Regions from separate parts of the Zea mays genome. Here region 1 is linked to region 2. The links are chromatin contacts, called in public Hi-C maps. All regions are on one chromosome and are shown on one strand. Each heading gives the region's core, a stretch centred on a gene start, on an enhancer-like site or on the middle of the called end of the contact. The rest is flanking DNA. Distances are from core to core; before and after follow the strand shown.

Evidence for each region. A called contact is a pair of places that touch in the nucleus more often than the background predicts.
Region 1: a Hi-C map of endosperm shows a contact between it and region 2, with 2.4 times the contacts expected there. The contact joins the promoter of LOC100279138 here to the promoter of LOC103638821 in region 2. A contact is called at or near these places in 3 of 25 Hi-C or Micro-C datasets (bundle sheath, endosperm and leaf).

What each region holds. Positions count from the first base shown.
Region 1 is chr9:108,721,789-108,724,488 of Zm-B73-REFERENCE-NAM-5.0, forward strand. It overlaps LOC100279138, which reads left to right and starts at 1,413. Exons shown (of 1, transcript NM_001364560.1): 1 at 1,413-2,008. The coding sequence starts at 1,484. The coding sequence ends at 1,693. LOC100283261 (MRS2-10) reads left to right here. Exons shown (of 5, transcript NM_001156163.1): 3 at 1-181; 4 at 287-334; 5 at 443-904. The coding sequence ends at 673. LOC100383626 reads right to left here. Exons shown (of 7, transcript NM_001176274.1): 7 at 2,050-2,700. The coding sequence ends at 2,323.
Region 2 is chr9:108,441,160-108,443,859 of Zm-B73-REFERENCE-NAM-5.0, forward strand. LOC103638821 (WRKY transcription factor WRKY28) reads right to left here and starts at 1,356. Exons shown (of 3, transcript XM_008661631.4): 1 at 869-1,356; 2 at 340-756; 3 at 1-200. The coding sequence starts at 1,045.

The DNA of each region.
Region 1 (2,700 bases), core at 163-2,662, 280 kb after region 2:
ATCTCCAGTCTCATCGCCTACAGAATCACGAAAACTGGAGAAATCTTTCAGTTTGTGTAGAAGTAGGCATGACAGTACGAAGGGCTCAGATAACACAATGACAGAGCATATCCAGGAGCTGGAGATGTTACTGGAAGCTTATTTTGTTGTTATCGACAGCACTCTGAACAAGCTGACATCGGTACCGAGCCATATCTCCAGCATATCTTAAATCTGGCTATGCTATGTGTAGTAATAATGTGATAGGAGTGAAAGGGGTCTGATGATCTGTTTTTCCTTCTTTCAGCTTAAAGAGTACATCGATGACACTGAAGACTTCATCAACATTCAGCTGGTATGCCAGCATATTTTATGCTCTCTATTCGGGATATGAATATCAGAGTTTATGCATTTCTCACACTGCTGGTCTGTGTAACTTATTTGACTTTCCATATGTTCCTAGGACAATGTGCGGAACCAGCTGATCCAGTTTGAATTGCTGCTAACGACCGCAACATTTGTTGTGGCCATTTTCGGAGTGGTTGCTGGGATATTCGGGATGAACTTTGAGACATCAGTTTTCGAAATAGAGAATGCATTCCAGTGGGTCCTTGTAATTACTTCAGTGACCGGCGTTTTCATCTTCTGCTCCTTTCTTTGGTTCTTCAAGTACAAGAGATTGATGCCTTTGTAGAGAATGTATATGCCCTCCTCCCATAGGACCGATGAATCAATTTCAACCCTGTTAAGAGGCACTTGATCAGAAGCCTGAACCTCTGCCGATGTAAATTACCATTCTTTTAGAGGTTTACGGCATGAGTACCGAGAATCCGGGTGAAAATTGTAACCTTCTTGACATGATCCCTGTGCTGTATAAGAGAAAATCATATTACAGTTTATACAAATAATACCGACCAATTCTACATCCAGGTGGCTCGATAGGATATAAGATGATTTCGTCAAAACATGTTCCTGACGCTTCTAGCTCCCAGTAAACAGTGTCTTCCATCTGGCTACTCTATCCGTTTCTTATGTTAAGGTCACGAAGATTTATCTTAAATTAATATTTTAAAACTTTGACTAATAATATTTATAAAAATAATTATTTTTAAATTAGAAAATATATATATTGTGATAGATGTTTTAATAATAAATCTAATAGTTTCATTTTTATTCAGTAATATTAATGAATATTTTGCTACTAACGGTTAAAGTTAAAAGTATTTAACTTAGAAAATACTTTCGTTAAGTGACTTTAAGATAGAGAACGGAGGAGTAGTTCATTCATGAGAAACACCAGTGCGTGGATGTTGACTTGATGCTGCACGTGGCAGTGCCACGATGTCACGCTTGCACGCGAACTCCATGCGTGTCCTCTTGCCGCTTAACCTGCTACCACCATAAAGCTGCTTCGGCACGGAGCAGGACAGGACACAGAGCTTCCTAGTCCGTGTAGTGGAGGTAGCCATCATCAGAATCCAGAAAGGAGCACCGTGTGTGCGTGATGTGGCCGGAGAAGATGTACGCGTGGGCGTCCATGGCAGAAGACCCGCTCAAGCGCGCGGGGTCGGCATCGGCGCATCCGTCGAGCCCTCTACGGCGCTACAGCCCAACGACGCTGGCGGTCGGCGGCCTCATCGTCGTTGGCGGCCTCAGCTACGTCATGTTCGGGAGCAAGAAGAACGGGCGCGACCAGCAGGCCAGCCGAGCTTAGAAAAGGCCCGTGGAGATCGTCGATTAGCTAGCTTACCGAGATGTTCCGAAAATAAGATAGGATTAGGCTCTTTGGCGGGTGTTATGTATGTGTTCCATATGTGCAAAAACCTCGAGTGCTACTATCTTGTTATCCATGTATGTATAACATGCCAATTTTCTTACTGAATAAGTAGCCTCCCTTGTGATTTAATTATTAGAACCACGGAAGATATGTGGTTCAAATGTTAAGCTCGTTTCATTGTAGCATCTGTAACCGAAACTTGTTGTGTGGGGTGTGGCCAGTACACTAATTTATACATTTAATGTTGCTGAATCAAACTGCTAATACCATCATAATTTCACCAAACATAACATATGGTTAAATTGTTAAGTAGTTGAATTATACCATCAGACACCTCTTCTGTAAGGGATACACACTGAAAATACTGACTTCGAAGTAAACTGACTTAGTGTTCCAGAATCAAACTGTAAAAACCCTAAAGCACTGAATAAGCACCCTACGTTTGAAGTTCCACCTTATAAAAATAACGCACACTACCCTCTCAAATTCTGATGGTTCGTTACCTAGTATTCTCTCTTGATCTCTGATTTCGAAAACCCACGGAGCAGTGTTGCAGCTGTTACTCTCTAGTCGATCTTAACCGAAGAGTAGATGAGCCTGGTGAACCAGAAGCAGGCGTAGAAGCCAATGGTGCCGGTGAGCACAAAGAAGGCGTAGGAGGCAATGAGCATGTAGCCAAAGTATAGGACGCCGGAGACGGTCTTCGTTATTTCCAGCTTGGTGAAGAAGTAGAACGTGGCGTAGAGGAAGAGGTACAGCGCTGACGAGCCAGACGTCAGGTAGGATCTCCACCACCACTGGTAGTCCTCGCCGCAGAGCTGGAAGTAGCAGAGCACGATGGCGATCTCTGCACAGGTCAGGATAAGGATGACAAAGACCAGGAACAGAAACCCAAAGATGTAGTAGAACTGGTGCAGCCAGATCGATGTCAGGATGAAGAAGAG
Region 2 (2,700 bases), core at 106-2,605:
TTGTGCCGCGGAGGCTGGGCGTGGTTGTGGTCGCCCTCGTACGTGGCCACCAGGATGGTCCTGTCGTCGGCGCTGCGCTGCACCTTCTTCTTCACCGGGCACGACGGCGCGAAGGAGCACCGGAAGTAGGCGCGCGGGCAGGGGTTGTCCTTGGTCACCTTCTGCCCGTACTTCCGCCATTGGTACCCGTCCTTCACCGCCTGTTTTGTTTTATTTGTTCAACGTGGGGCACGAGCTAGTTAATAATTATTGACCGTACCGTACGCACACGCTGATCCGGCGCGAGAGAAAAAAAGAAGAAGAAGCGATGGTGCACGGGCGGCATCCTCCGTTACTTACGAGGCTGAGGTCAGAGGGGTCGGCGTGGACGTATCGCCGGGACACCTTGGACTTGCACTCCTCCCGGACGCGGCTGCCCGGCTCGTGGTGGAAGGCGGCGGCGGCGGTGGCTGCGGCCGACGTGCACTCCATCTGGTCGTGGGCCGCGAACGGCGGCGACGGCGACGGCTTGCGGGTGTTTTGTTGGTGGTGCGGGGCGGTGTCGAGGCTGTCGCTCCGGATCCGCTTCCTGGACGGCGAGGCCGCGGAGCCGCCCTCCGACGTGGAGGACTGGCGGTTGGCGGCGGCGGCCACCACAACCATGTCGTTGACCTGGCCCTGCAGCTCGGTGTAGTTGGCCAGCAGGGCCCGCAGCATCTCGCTGAGGCGCTTGTTCTCGTCGCCGACTCGCCGGAGCTCAGCCTCGAGCGCCTCCACCTGTATCGGCCCAGTCAGTGGCCAATCAGCACAAAGTCATCGCGGCGGTGTCGTACGTACGTAGTCCGGCCAGCGAACGAGCTATGCTCGATCGTGCGCCTACAACACATACCTCCCGGTCTTTCGTCCTGCTGACGGCCAAGAAATTGTTGGTCTCCTCGACCAAGACGACCTTGGCCGGCGTGGGGAGGCCGACCTTGAGGTCGAGGCTGAGGGAAGGCTGCGCGATCCACGGGTCCATGGCCGCCGCCGCCGTCCCTGATGAGGCGCGAGCGCGGCTGGAAGGCATGCAAGGGATTAATTAAGGAGGAGCGCTGGGGAGCGAGTTGCGCTTGCGCTTGGACGAGGGGGGCATCGCTGCAGGAAGGCGAATATATAGGCAGGCAGAGGAGCTAGGCTAGGCATGTCATGTGCGTGCGGTGCTGCAGGTTTTGGTGGGAAGGCCGCTGGAGCTGGACTGCTGAGTGGCTCTGAGAAGAGAGCGACGGCGACGGCTAGTTCCGGGGTCGGGACTCGGGAGACGAAGCATCTTGGGAGTTGGGGCCGTGGGCAAAGCGAAGCGATCGAAGGCCCTGTCCGTCGTACGTAGTCGTCGTCGTCGTCGTCTTGGTCGTGAGTGACAGAACATAGTTATATCAAAGCTGGGACACACACACGAACGGCGATCGAGAATGGTATTTGCGACCTGTGCTGACGAGGCCATTATTATTGGGTTTTTTAAATTAGTACCCTTAGTTTTGTTCCATGTGGGCTAGCGTCGATGTGATCTACGCGTGTGGTGCGAGTTTTAAACCTGTGGCTTAAACTAATCCTCCGGACTGCGGTGTGGTGGCGGGCGCCGGGCGAGACCGACCGGATCAGGATCAGGCTCAGGCTCAGGCCAGCGCTTGGAAAAGCCCAGCTAGGCCGCAGGGGGAAAGGGTCGCCGCAGGGGTCAAAGGAAATAAGTACACCAGAAAGATGAACAGGTTGCGATTTATTAGCTTGCATTTTGGGAGGATTAGCCTGCCCTTCCCTCTGCTTGTTGCCCGGTCTCTGTCTAACTGTACGCAGCTCTATATCGATAAAATACTTACCTCCAAGAGGTTTTTACGTTTCACTTGTTTGGGACTACATGTACGTCCTGCAACTCTGTTGTTAAGGCTAATCACAATGGAGGTTTCATGAGGTGTTTCATGTATTAATTAGTCTGCCACATCAGCTATTTTGATGACATGTCACATAATTTAAGAAGGAAGAGTTTCATGAAGTTTCATGGGGATGAAACCATGTTAACTCGTTTCCAAGGTATTAGAAACTGCGTGAAACCTCCACTGAGAGTGTTTTGTTTCATCTTTATATAATTGAGTAAATCATATTGGTTATTTATATGCAGCATTTAAGAAGTACGTTGACATATGAAATAATAAGATGAAACTCTTTATTAAAAGAGGTTGTTTCATTCATCCACAAAGCTGATGTGGTATTTTTGGAAATAGGGACATGAAATCATCACTGTGATTAGCCTAAGGATATTTTTTTCCTAACAACACATCTAGCACCTGCCTAGCTGCAAACAACCACAATGCTCTTGCCCTTTGTCGCCCCCCCTCTTTTCTGATGTCGTACTACGTTGCAACTGGAACTCAGTCAATCGGTCATGCGGCCACGTAGGTTATATATTAAAAAACACAGACACACATACAAACAATCGTGTTGGCTTCGACCATGTACGTATGCCTGCTGCGGTGCTGCTGCCTGCCCAGTTTCCCAAATGTGCATTTCCCAACACACGCTGAGCCCGATATGATCAGGTGGTGGGTGGAGCCCCGCCACCGCCCACCAGGGTTGCTGATTCTTGCTGGTTCGGGGTTAGAAAAACTCCGCTCTCGAGGCCGGCCGTGATGTTGGCGCGAAATATTCATTGGACCTGGACCTGGCACACGCCGAGGGACAGTCGGGAGA